Regions from separate parts of the Danio rerio genome. Here region 2 is linked to region 1. A link is a contact called in public Micro-C data. All regions are on one chromosome and are shown on one strand. Each heading gives the region's core, a stretch centred on a gene start, on an enhancer-like site or on the middle of the called end of the contact. The rest is flanking DNA. Distances are from core to core; before and after follow the strand shown.

What was found. A called contact is a pair of places that touch in the nucleus more often than the background predicts.
Region 2: a contact with region 1 is called in a Micro-C map of caudal fin, with 7 times the contacts expected there. The contact joins the enhancer-like site here to the promoter of il19l in region 1. A contact is called at or near these places in 3 of 18 Hi-C or Micro-C datasets (caudal fin, embryo and hematopoietic stem cells).

The regions. Positions count from the first base shown.
Region 1 is chr11:23,198,594-23,205,939 of GRCz12tu, reverse strand. il19l (interleukin 19 like) reads right to left here and starts at 4,243. Exons shown (of 5, transcript NM_001082955.2): 1 at 4,063-4,243; 2 at 3,454-3,516; 3 at 3,229-3,381; 4 at 1,036-1,110; 5 at 799-932. The coding sequence starts at 4,221. The coding sequence ends at 849. The region is part of intron 1 of LOC141376595 (a long non-coding RNA gene); the gene reads right to left.
Region 2 is chr11:23,275,720-23,283,065 of GRCz12tu, reverse strand. It overlaps mapkapk2a (MAPK activated protein kinase 2a), which reads left to right. Exons shown (of 10, transcript NM_201303.1): 2 at 3,224-3,363. All of the region lies in intron 1 of LOC141376595 (a long non-coding RNA gene), which reads right to left. Among named protein-coding and RNA genes, the nearest start is that of il10, 35 kb to the right of the region's middle. Within about 2 kb of position 3,330, at least 6 of the 62 cell types and tissues checked have an H3K27ac peak or open chromatin away from gene starts, as enhancers often do. A contact at or near this core is called in caudal fin, where this site is marked.

The DNA.
Region 1 (7,346 bases), core at 2,994-5,493:
TGACCAGTGGAGGTCACTAAGGATGCTTATTGAAAATATTTAAAACTTTAAAGTTACATGTATCCAAGTGTGACGACCCATGGATTCATGCACTGTAAGCGCACTGCCTTTGCTACTTTTTATTAATACTGTAAATAGCAAACTCCAATTCCATAGTGCATCATTTAGCAGAAGTTCTGCGTCATTCATTTTTCTAATAATTTCTTATCAGTGCTGTGAAGGCCTCTTTAAGAATTAACTCATAATTTGACGTGGCATGACACATTTATACATCAATGTATTCTTTATGAATAGCTGTGAATCTGTTACCTAAATTGAAAGTTAACCTGATGAACAGATCTATTGTAAAATCTGGAGAGATGACGTGCTGACACCTTCGTACGGAAGCTATTTAGCATCAGCGCATTTCCTTTTAGCATAAACATGACAAGGTTACTTTTGCTTACGCTGATGGGCTGATATTCCGCAAATGAAACATCAGTTTGTTTTGCAATTTACTATAATGTGTATCATTCATCATGAACATGATCAAACAGGTGACATACGCTAGTTTATAAAAGTTTTAATGAAGACAAATATTCATTGACAACAATTTGACCTCAAAGGTCTACTTTGCAGCATGACATTTTTACCTTATCATGCAAATTTGCTTAGAAACAGAAGTCAAAAAAGTAGTTCATTACATATCACATAAATAATTCATATATAAACTTTAAGTTATTAAATATATACATTTTAAATAATCCAGAGTCCAAGTTATGCAATAGAGTCTTTGCTGTTGAACCTAAACAGCTGTACATTATAAATATAATAAATATTCAGATTCAATCGAATGGGGTCTTGTGTTGTCATTGTTGTTGGAAACTTTCTATCCATTCCAGAAGTGAATCCAGCTCTCCAATAGCCTTTACTGTTCCTGCTGCCTGATCAAGCTGTCATCAGAAATATGGAGAGAGATTTTGTGCAGATTATTAGTGTGTTTTACAGTCACATGCCGAATTGTTATGTGTCCTGTCAGTGAATTGTGTCTCTTACCTTTTCATATGCCGTTTGAATGCTCTTGAGTTGTAGTCTGGTATTCTCACCACACTCACAGTGTGCATTTGCATGCTTAACATAGACAGAAACAGTGACATGGTTAGATTAGTCTGCTCATTTTCTTTCCTAAATCAACTCTCTGCAAGAATAGTTATAAGACTTTTCACTTAATTTCCCCTCTATTTCCAGAAAACAATTCAAAGACCCCAAATCTTTTTTTTTTTTCTACAATTTTGTTCTCAATTTTACCTAATTAATGTCAGTTAAAACACTCTGAAAAAACACACACACAAAAACTTTATAGCATGGTGCTTAGTAACTGACAACCAATCATGCGCCACATATTCATGTACTTTAGAGAGTCACAAAAACTCTGTACATTGTAAGTAAATTAACAAAAAATGTCAATAAGTAACATGCTGCATCTGCTGAAGCTAAAATGAGGCTTAAGGCCTATGCCTAAAATAAAGTCCATAAAAATATATTGGTAACACTTTATTTTGCCATAATTACTGATACAACAATTACTAGACTATTAGCTTGATTGTAAGGTGGAAGTTGGATTTAGGTTTTGGGATTAGGAATGTAGAATAAAATTATAATTAAATCATCTTTATAAACAGTTCATCACCTTGGAATTATAAGCTTCTATCTGCAATCTGAAAGATTTTGAGAAATTGAGCTTCAAAGTTTTTGCATTCCATTTTGCAAACAGTATGTGCGTAAGATTTGTTTTTTAATAAAAATTCTTAAAATGTAAACAACTAAAAAACAGTCCATAATGTAATTATGTTGTCATTTAATAAGAATATGTCAAAAACTCAATTTTGACAAAAATGTCTGATATAACTTTATAATTCGAAGGTGACAAGTTAGTATTGCATAAATAGGCACATAATAGCATGAATTGGGACTTAAGTCCTATCAAGATATTATTGGATAAAATGAAGCATAATGTAAAACCTGTTATGTAAACAAGTTATTTTAAAGGGCCTGTGAAAATTATGAATTTTTTATTAGATGGTAGTTTCAGTCTGTTAGTTTTATGGATATCTATTAGTCTATTTTGTGCTCCAAAACAGTGACAAAATTTGTGTTTTGAAACTATAAAACAAATATAAACATGTAAAGTTTGCAATTTGTCACTTCCGCCTAAATTGGTCAACAATTTTTTGACATCACCACATACTACATCAAATCTTGACCAATCAGATACCCTCTAGCATCTCCCGCCCCTTTAAGACACTTTTCATTTGATGTGCTTGAACTCAACTGCTCTCACTTGCAGAATTGTGATGAAATGAAATGCTATTGGATGTTTGTTTGTTAGCGCTTTATTTTGATGGTCTATTTGAGTAATAGTAGACTGTCTGCTTAACATCTGTTGATACTGCTCCTTCAACAGACATTTAACTGACTATAAGAAACTTTGCAAGCACACGTCAACTTACACTTACCCTAACCCCAACCCAACAGTCTCATTATAATCTAATAAGAAATAAATGGCATGTATGCAATTTAATTCAGTTCAACAGACAATCAAAATAAAGTGTTATTGTTTTTTTATCGGGGAGGAGCTATCTCGCATCTATCTCTCTATCTCGCATCTATCTCTCTATCTCGCATCTATCTCTCTATCTACATTTTTCAGTTGAGATTAAAATTCAATAAAAATTGCACATTTTAATGCACTTCACAGGACCTTTAAATTGCATTTATTTAATAAAATATAAACAAATTAATTTATGTTTTAATATTGTGTAAAAATAAAATCTTATCACTTAACTCTCGATATGCTATCATTATTTTTATAGATTAAAAAACATTCAACTCACATCAGTAACTTGCTATTTATTTAATTGTTTGTGAAAATTACTAGCATTTTTTAAAAATTAAAATAGTTTAAAATCCATTTGTTTTAACATTGCACAATCATTTAGTCAGAGGCTAGTGTATTTACAGTTTGTACAATGGCAACCACAGAAAAAGTCCCAAAAGATATTGCAGCTTACAAATTTTTATGACTTAGCAATATGTTAGTCAAAGGACTGATGCCAATCAAATGCTAAGCGTTCTTTGATCTTGACCTTTACATATAACGTTGGGAAGTTACGACTATTCTGGACTTTTCCTTTTTTTTTTCCAGTGTTACATTAAAAAATAAGAGTAGAATCTGTAGTATATACATACACACACTCGCAGGTCCTTGCTGATACTGAGAAAAGAGTTGGCCAAGACACTGGTGGTTCTGCGATGTAAGGAATGGCTGCTAGTATAGCTGATAAAGACCGTGTCCATGTAAAAATGAAGGAGCTGGCTGAGAAAACAGCAGCTTTCAGTAGCCTAACAGGGAGGACATGTTTTAGTAATATGTTGTACATATTGTATGAATTGATTCTACAAACGCTTATTTACCTGTAAACTACTCATCACGTCTTTCCTCAGCAATCTGATACCCTTGTGATCGTCACCCGAAATCTGTCAAAGCACAAGATATTATCAGATTGCAGCGTAGTGATAGTCATTCCAAACCTCAAAACACTCAAAAAAATGAGGCCACTTTTAAAACGGCTTTCATTGTTGCTGCTTTCATGACGTGTACATTTTCTGTTCTGTAGATATACCGCCTGATACGCAGGCCTCACAGAAAGATGAAGACATTTGAGATTCTCCGGGTTCACAGAGGTATTCCTTTTGTTTGTTTATGCTGTGTCATGGATAAAAGCCAATGGCTGGATGTTGAACTCAAAAGTGAAATGTGACAAAGCATGTCTTGCAACACGCTGGTGTTCTCATTCAAGTATGTAGAGTCAAAAAGAATGAAACAGCTGTCTAAAATAAATCTATAACCAGTTTGTTGACATGTCAAGCCTGTCAAGAAAACCCATTGACATCACCGGTGACGTCATTGTTATGGTGGGAAATCGAGTGCTATTTATACATAGGCGACTTGCATCAAACTGCCACGAGCTATTTTAACAGAAGGAAGTAACATGACTAAGGTTAAACTTTCAGCTTGCTCACCATGCCTTGACGGACGTACTGAAAGTGGTGCCGGAGTTCATGCGTGTGGATGTTCACTTTACAACTGCCCAAGTGAAGCCTTCTTCCCTGGGCTGCATCCCATAGACCACTCAGTACGATGCAAATAAACATGCTGTATACAATGAATGAGCTCTCCATTATGCCACTGACAATTGAGTCTAAGAAAGAAAGAAATTCATCATAAGCATCTAAGCATCATAAGCATCATAAGAATCATAAGCATCTTATTTAGTATATGTAATGTATTGTTACCTGCTGAGGTCTAAGTGTTTTCCTTCGTAAAATGATGTGCACCTGTGCATGGTGATGGTAGGTGCTCTTATATTGGGATAGGAGGGGAATTTCGACAGGTATTCTTGATTTTTTTTTTTTTTTTGGGCTTTTTACCTCCCATTACAGTAAGAGGAACTAAATTACTAAATTAATCCATCACTATAGGAATTGGCTTGAAAGGATGCGGGACTTCCATTTCAAAAATCTCTGACGTACATAATGTTATAATACATGTAGTAGCATGTTGTGCTATGTGATTTTTGTTATATAGCAGTCTACTTGTATGTGAACCAAAATACAGACATTTTAGCATTTTCAAATGTGGATAATTTAATATTGACTATTAATTATTGATAATTAAAATTGACTTATAGTGAAAGTTTAAAATAAAATTTTGAATGGAAATGAAGTGCAAACTTTACTACCTTTTTAAAATAATTCTGTTTTAAATAACGTTTTTGACAAAAACAAGGGAAATATTGGTAAAGTATTACTCTTTAGTGTCACAGATGTGAAAATTACATAAAATCAATATTGTGTTTTGTACTTAACATGTACTTATTAAAATATACAATAATATCAAATTTAGAATAAGTGATCATAATTGTATTGTATTTTACATACAATTTTTACATTTTAAAATTTTGTGTCATGTATTGAAGATAATGGCAAAGTAGCCTTTAAATGACAATTAATTAGAAGTTGTGTGGAGTTTAATGTCCTCCCCGTGTTTACGTGGGTTTCTTACGGGTGCTCCGGTTTCCCCCATAAGTCCAAAAACATGCACTGCAGGTCAATTGGGTAGGCTAAATTGTCCGTAGTGTATAAGTGGGAATGGGAATGTATGGATGTTTCCCAGTGATGGGTTTCCCAGTGACCAAATGACATTTTAAAGGGTGTTTTCTCTAAAGCACGATAATGTAAATAACTAGTTGCGTCACCTTTTATGGTCAATAATGCATTACATTACTTTTGAGTTACTTTTGTGTTACTTTTTTTGACCTCACTGAGCCTTGATCTCTTTCAGAACTTGTAGATTTTTTGTTTTGTTTTGTTTTTTTTAAGAAGAGAAGCTCTGAAATTAACAACACACTGTATATCTTTCATTTCCATTAAAAACACATCAAAACATAAGGTAGGATAATGTTTTGATTAATAAAGGGTTTCTACTTTTGTACTTTTTGTCTTATTAATAAGTATTATCACTGTCCATTTAGATAATTATTTTTTCTTTTTCTTTCATGTGTTCAAAATTAGGAAATATTTCTATCTGCCGTCTTCCTTCCTTAACTAAAATAAAAAAGTAAATTGTGTTATATTTTTAAAAAAGTAACTCAAAATCTATTACTTTATTTTTAAAGTAATATGTAACTATGCATTATATATTCATATATATATATATATATATATATATATATATATATATATATATATATATATATATATATATATATATATATATATATATACTTTTATTCATTCTCTTTTTGTCTTGGTCTCTTTATTAATCCGGGGTCGCCACCGTGGAATGAACCGCCAACTTATCCAGCAGTGTTTTACGCTGCAGATGCCCTTCCAACTGCAAACCAACACTGGGAGAAAGAAAAAAAAAAACATACATACACACACATACAGATATATACATACATATATTTACATTTGAAGTAAAAATTATTAGCCCCCCTATTTATTTTTTCAACACATTTCTAAACATAAGACTTTTGACAGTAAATAATATTTTACTAGATATTTTTCAAGACACTTCTATGCAGCTTAAAATGACATTTAAAGGCTTAACTAGGTTAATTAGGTTAGCTAGGCAGGTTAGGGTAATTAGGCAAGTTATTATATAATGATGGTTTGTTTTGTAGACTATCGAAAAAAATATATAGGTTAAATGGGGCTAATAATTTTTTCCTTAAAATGGTGTTTAAAAAAAATTAAAAATCGCTTTTAAGAGTTTCTCCGGAAGAAAAAATATTATCAGACACTGTGAAATTTTCCTTGCTCTTAAAAACATAATTTGGGAAATATTTATATATTAATATTTATCATCTATAACCCATATCATTTGTAGTTTTAGACAACATTTTACTACAAAAATAAGTATTTTACTTAAAAAAAAGGTTTGTTCAGAGTTTTACACAAGAACTCAATTTTCATTGTAATGAAGAAGAGAGGGAGTACACTGCTTTTTCTTATCGTTTGGTTATTCTTCATTTAACAGCCTTTATTTAGAAGGCAGTTTACTGTACAACTATCGTGGGGACAGTTCTGGGGCTTCCTTAACATAAGCTTGGTCAAGTTATTACTGTATATTCAGATCACTTACGAAAATGCGAACCTAAGACATTTATTTTACCATCTCAATGCTAAGAAAGTGTCAGTCTACCACTATCGTCACCTCATTGAATGTGTTAAATTTGATCTGATAAAGACTGACTAAAAAGTTGGAGTTTCCTCTTTTGTGAAGCGTCATATATACATACATACATATATATATATATATATATATATATATATATATATATATATATATATATATATATATATATATATATATATATATATATATATATTTTTTTTTTTTTTTTTCAGCTATTAATGCAGCTTGCATGAACGCAAGAACGTTTTACTGCTGTTGTGTGACGTTTGGCAGGAAATACACTTAAAACTTCCTCGCTCTGTTTCCTGATGCTGTAAGACATTTTTTGTCTTTCCTAACAGCTGATCTGAAAGTTTGGCAGTCAAACCTGTTTGGTAAGATTTATTTACACACCAAGGAAGCAAATTACACTAAATCGCTGTTTAATTCTTCATTTAAAACATCACGCTGATGAAACACTAACTTCATTTGCAATCAGTAAGCAGGAAGAGAACAAACAAACATCAAAGCACTGCTATAATTTATTGTTAAAGGAAATGAAAGTTCCTGGTCACACTTACTAACATGAGGATCTGAAACGTGATCTGTTTCACAATTGATTATT
Region 2 (7,346 bases), core at 2,081-4,580, 78 kb before region 1:
ACCAGTGTTCAAACAAATGCCTTTTTGAGTACCAATACCAAATCCATTTTTATTTAATTTATTTATTATTAGACCAGGGATGTTCAGTCCTGTCCTGATTAGTTTCACTCCTCCCTTAATTATTAAACAGACATGTAGCAGCTAATTAATGTCTTACTAGGCATAATACATGCTTTCTTACAGGTATATTGAGGCAAGTTTGATCTAAACTAAGGATGCTGGCACTCTGGGACTAAGTTTGGTCTAAAAAAATAATAAATAAATTTAATACAAATTAAAATAAAAAAAATGTATTTAAAATTAAATAAAAATGGATGTATTGGTACTCAAAAAGGCATTTGTTTGAACACTGGTTGAATTTTGCAGTCATTGGCATATGCCCTTAATGTCATTGTATTGTATTGTATTGATTACAATTTTTTATTCTTTGAGTACATTTTATGTATATATTTAAATCTAATTTTTTGTATATATTTGGACTAAATTTTAGGTATATATTTAGATTACATTTTATGTATACTTGTATTTTTTGTGAATTCTTTCTTAAAACTCTACTTTTTGTATTAAGATTATATGTTAGGCACCTAGGGTCTGAGAGTAACGTAATTTCGATTCTCTATCTGTCCTGTACATGTGGTTGAATTGACAATAAAGCTGACTTTAACTGACTTTTGGACACCACTGTTTTAAGCTTGGCATATACTGTGCATTTGTTTGAGTCCTATTTTAAGCCAAATTCTGACTCGTGCAACACTCTTCTTTGAATCGGGCTGAATTACAGGTTTGTCATGCATTGTTTATTATACTGTGTTCGTGCAAGGGGGGACAGATAGTTGATTTAAACGCTCCCGATCAGCAATCAGATGGTCTTCTGACATGTCAAAAATTTTGCTCTGCACTCGTGGAAGAATCAGTTTAATCTGACTTTAAAGAAGTATGAGTTGAACCCACTGCACCTGCACAAAAACAAACTCTCACACACACACACACAGACGCACACTTTCACGGGTGGTGCACTGGTGCAACGTTAATAAACCAGAATGCACAAAAACAATTAAAAGAGTATGACATTCTGTTCATATATTTGAGAGATCTGATCAGGAAAAAAGAGAGGGTGCTCGCTGCAGAGCCATTTGAGCAGAGCTGAGCTCCAGCGAGGGGGAGCATGAGCTCTCGCTCCTCCTCCTGTAAGCTGTTTTAATGCGTACACCAACCCCACCCCTAACCCTACCCCCAGTGACATTACTCGTAGAAGAAGTGCAAAAAAGGTGGAGCGAGAGCTCAAGCTCCCCCTCGCTGGAGCTCAGCTCTGCTCTAATGGCTCTGCAGCGAGCACCACTTGGGAAAAAAAGTTGCACAGGCATGCTTGACATCTTTCTGATGATTATAGCTACTACTCATAGCCTGTCACATTTATAAATGATCATGTTTTGTGTGTAATGATCCTAATGCAGGTGTTTTACATCAGCGCTGACCTTTAAACTGTTATTTCTGCACAATTCAAAAGAAACAATGTCTAGTGTTCACTGTTTACATGTCTCCATAAAGGAGTTTACTGCGTGTTTGATTTGTGGTTCATCCTCTATATATGCACTTTTAATACTTATTCATTCATTTTCTTGTCGGCTTAGTCCCTTTATTAATCTGGGGTCGCCACAGCGGAATGAACCGCCAACTTATTTAGCAAGCCCTTCCAGCCGCAACCGATCTCTGGGAAACATCCACACACACATTCACACACACACTCATACACTATGGACCATTTAGCCTACCCAATTCACCTGTACCACATGTCTTTGGACTGTGGGGTAAACCGGAGCACCCGGAGGAAACCCACACGAAGGCAGGGAGAACATGCAAACTCCACACAGAAACGCCAACTGAACCGAGGTTCGAACCGGCGACCCAGCGACCTTCTTGCTGTGAGGCGACAGCACTACCTACTGCACCACTGCCATTTTTATACACAATTTATACACAATTTATAAACAGACAGGGAAACATACAAGTATATAGAAGTTGCTCAGTAGCATTCACACAACTGCTAACACACATATAATTAAAATAATGCAATAAACATTATCAACATTTGATGTAAGCTAAAACTCTAATGGACGTCACTGATGAGGAAAAAACAAACAAACTCCAGAGTAAAGCCATGGTAAAGTCAATGAACTTAATCCTACAGTTAAAGTTTGTAATTTGGTTTAAGGTTATTTTTTTACCATTTAAATTACTGTCATTTATTTTTAGAGTGTAGAATCTGATCAATTTAGAAATGATTATTGGATGCTTTGACTTTTTTAAATCACCTAATCTTTTCCCTTATACACTTGTCATTCATAAAAGAGTGCCATGATTGATACTAAGACCACATTATTGTTACTTGACTGAGTACTAATGCTGGAAATGTGCCAATTTAAGGCATTAATTCACAGACTAAACTAAAAGGCGCACACCAGCCCAAGTGTATAGAATTTAAAAAGGCAATGATTCAATGTTACCCATAGAGGGAGGCAAAACTCTATAAACTAACTCACTTCCACTTCTCCCTGCCACTTAATTTTGTTTTCCTGCATTTGCTAGATTTAGTAGGTCTCTTATGAATGTTAGTATTTGTTTAACGTTTTCTTCTAATTACAATTGACCAGAAGAACAGATGTTTTCATTTGTTGTGATCAGCAGTTAGGGTTATTTCTCCAAATATTAGTTTCTTTAAAGGATAGTTCACCCAAAACTGAAAACTGTCATTTACTCACCTTTCACATGTTCCAAACCTTCATGATTTTCTTTCTTCTGTTGAACACAAAAGAAGACTTTGGTATCAAAGCTGGTATCCGTTGACTTCCATTGTCTTTGTTCTTGCTACTTCCTATGGAAGTCAATGGTTAATGGATTTCAGTTTTGCCTAAATATTTTCTTTAATATTTACCAGAAGGAAGAACCTTTATAAAATAAAGGTTTGGAACCACTTGAGGGTGCAACAATTGTGTAAAATGTTCATTTTTGGGGGAACTATCCTTTTACTGGTATTGAGTAAATGTGAACATGAACAACGTTTCATTTTATTTTTTTAGAAATGCTCTAAATTGATAATTTTTTCCACATTGACGTTCTTTTGTGCTTTCATTCTGTTAATAAAAGTTTTTCTCATGTACTATAATGCTGTTAATATGATAATTTCCATGGATACTTAACTGAGCTTCTTTATTCTGACTTTCAGATGCTTCATGACTGCCCAAAAGCTAGACGAGAGGTGGAGCTGCACTGGCGGGCCTCGTCCTGTACCCATATCGTCAAAATTGTTGACGTCTATGAAAATCTCTACCAAAACAGGAAGTGCCTTCTTATTGTAATGGAGTGGTGAGTCATCATCACCTTCTGTATCCTCAGTACAGACATCAAAATGCCGTTTTTATGTTCATTGGTCTACTTCCTTTTTCAAACGGCTTTCCATTTTATAAGCAATTTGCAATTCTGTGAATGATCCTTCCATTCAAAAACATTTCAACTGAAGCAGCGCTAGATTAGATTGTTTGCTCCATGGTAACTTCCTTTCAGCTTTATGATCTGGCCTTATCTTTTTTTACTTTATTATCTTATCTTTGTAATGTACAACCAGATGTTAAACTATGTGGCCATTTTAAATGCCCGTGATTTAAGTTAATGTATCCCAAAATTGTGAGTTAAAGCATGTATGACACAGTGTTTTCTAAAACAATCCAGTCATCATTATGGGAAGGCGAAATAGAATCAATTTTGCTGTTTCATTGCAGCAAAGTACACATTTCATGAGCAATAAAATGACTTGACATTTGTATCACGATCGCATTTTGTTTATATGTCTTGATTTGCTTTGTCATGAAGACCTTGATTCATTTAGTTACTCTTTTACACAGCCCCCAAGTCATTTGTAATGTTTTGCTGAGGTTTCAGTGCCTCATATGTGTAAATAGTTTACCAGCAGGTGTTTGGAAGTTATTTACGGTAAAGCATGAATACACCTATGTACCCCTTTCATGTTTGGGTGAATTGAAAAGTCCCCTGTCTGATGACGTACCACTCCAGGGTGGTGACCTCTCCTTCATATAGGCTATGTATAGTTGCGTAATCAGATGCTTCTTTTTTTCCCACACTTGAAACATGAATGCTACCTGGAACCTCTTCTTGCCAGCAAAGAAGCAGAAGACAGGTTGCTTCATTGGGACCGTCCCTGCTGCAATCAAAATGTTAGTTGCATGAATGCAGACTCTTGTATTGTGACGCAAAATAATAATGTTTTGGTTAAGTCTGCAATAGACTACCTAAATTGCAAACTACTGATGTGATTTAGAGTTCAGGTTCTGCTTTAAAAGTGGAAAGTGTCATGTTTCCACATCTATCTAGAGATTTGTTGTTAACTGAAACATTCAGTGGAATTTGCCAACTTTAACATTATTTTTAGTTTTTACATATAAACTCAATGTTTTGAAATGATTTGAAAGAGGTCATGTGATGCTGTAAGTCATTTTTAGCTGTTTTTCAAAATGCGTTCTTTAGCGCTCTTGTGTTCTCGTGTAATGTCATCATTAACTGCTTAAGTTTAGTTCCAAAACTCCAGACCCCGAGAATGGAGGACATGTGAAAGTTTCCCGATGCGTTCTTGATATCAAGGACGCATCGATGCAGACCTGAGCTCAAAACTTGATCTAGAAGTCCCAGAAGTCATTGTGGCTGAATAAAGGAGGTGGGAAGCACTGCATTTAATATAGATTTATTATTAAAGTTCATAAATAAAACTTATTTATCTCAGGAGTTTCCCTAAATGAGACTGTGAAAGTAAACATTAACATAAAAATCTTTATAAAAGGCATAAATACATTAAGGGTGTTTATTTGATGAAATCCGTATTAAAATTAGTTTTTTTTTATATTGTGCAGCATATATTAGTAAGGTCTTTAGGTATAGTGTATGTATATTGAAAAGGGGGAAAATATAAATTGTTGTATGAATGCTGTAATATTTAAATAAGTTTCTGTTAAAACGTGTGAAGGTCATGTGACCATCCGGAAGAAGGCAGCATCTTATTTCTTACATTACGTGTTCTCTGTTCTCGTGGTCTCCTGAGTTCGTTCTTCCGAGGTAACTTGGCAAGACCGGTCTCCACAAGAACACAGTTCATTCTCAGCGTTCTTTGTATTGAGGAACAGCCCTTGTTTATTTGGTGTAATAGAATAGTATAATATGCTTTATTATACTATATGCTCCATTTATTATGGAGCTTTTCTAGAGATACACGGATCAGCTCAAACGTCACCCAAATCTGCTGCTTCAAACTAATTATCAACCTGCACCTATAATTTTCTGTAGCTGTCGATGCCTGATGGTCTCATTATTACGAATTATTTGTTTTAAACAGGATTTCGAATTGTTTAGTAGTGTAAAAGATAATGTGTCCATCAATATAGCTACTTATCGCACAACACGTATACATGACCTCAATCATTTTTGGTGATGCAATATATATTACCCATACAAAAACTATTTTAGCAACATATTAGCAGACTGTGCAACATCTCTATCTCTACTGGAGGTGTCAGTGTCAGTATGGTTAAACACTGTAATATTTACTATAAATTATTTAGTATGTTTTCATGTAGGTGTCTGATAACTTAAAAATAGATCTGGTAACCTCTGTTACTTTTTGACCTTGCACTTTTTTGTTAACATTTACTATTATTTATTTAGGATATGTAGTTTCACATTCTGATTCCAAGGCCTAATTATTAAATTGACTATAATTAAATGAAATATTATTTGTTTTTCTTTAGAGTGTACGTACCTTGTGGTTATACTTTGTATTATATTGTCATTCTGGTGTTGTGACAGGCCTATCTAAGATACATATTGCATAATAATTTATTTATAAAACAAAATTTGGCTTTTTCCAGATTAATCTTTATTTTATTAAAATAAACACACAGACATTATTACACCCCTTAGACTTTAATTGGAATACCGCTGGTGCCATCATTGCAACATATAGAAACTATATGGCTGCTTCTTAATTAGAATATAGAGAACAGACAGTCTTGCCAGGTTACCAAGAATAAAGTCGGAAGGTTGCGAGAACACAGAACAAGATGCTATTGGAAATGGAGAAGCTCATGGTATTTCTGCTCTCGTAATGACCCTCACCCCCATCTTTACTTTTTTTTTTTGTCATTTTAAATGGCATTCTGGCTATCTGTGCCTGTCAGCTTGATTTAAAAAAATGTTTTTAACACGTTTTTAGCTTTAAAGAAAGTACTAATTGTTTGTATTAATGCTTTATCAAATCCACCTGCGATCTGTGCATTACTATTATGTATCTTTCATAAATGTTATGGTTAAATCATCTTACAAGAAATCAACATCTTACAAGAAAGCAACACTCTTTTCTGAAAAGCCCAGATTGTTTTTATTTGTAAGCCAAAGCCAGCCAAAAATTGGCCAAACAAACATAGTCATCATGATTTTTCTGCTGTAAAACTTTGAGTTTGTACATATTAGTGCTTTCACACCTAGTTTGTTTCTTTTGTCTTAATTGCCCAGTTATTGTGGTTCGTTTGGCATATGTGAATCCAGCAATCGAGCTCTGATATGCACCAAAGTAATCTGTCCAAGATTGCCTGATTGAGGTGGTCTCGGCTTGATTGAAACAAATTCTGGAGCAGTTCGATTGTAGTGAGAAAGCAATATGATCTAACAATCTATCGAACCAGGCTATATCACAGTGTATTATGGATATGTTTTATCCATATATGGCTATATAAATAGAGAATTATGAGTAGGGTGGGATGTCATCATTCCTACCTGTAAATGTGCATTTAATGTCAAATACGAAAGTGAAAGCATGCTGAAATATTATCTGAAAATTTCCCGAACTGCAGTCTTGGTTTATCTGTTAGCTTATATTGCATAATTCTAGCAAACAGCTATGTATGACAAAGTCTTACCTCTGATTTTTATTTGATCACTATGTCTGTAGGTGTCACCGTTCAAAATTAAAGTGCAAATTTATGTTTATAATGTCTTATTGCTCATCTTCATAAATTAAAATAAGGGTGCATGACAGCTGAGCAGGACTCTAAAAATAAACCGCGTAACTGACCAATGTGATAAGAGTTTACTCGCATGTGTCTGGTTTTGGTCCATTTAGAAACTTTCCCATGTGAAAGCAAACCGCATCAAAAACAAATTGCAACAATGTAATTCCTGTTTTGGAACAAAACAATGAATCTAAAGGTGTGAAAGCACTCTTAATCTAAAGCTCAACTGCTGAATCTTTCAAAGACAACACATTAGACTAAAGCCTAGCCTTCTTT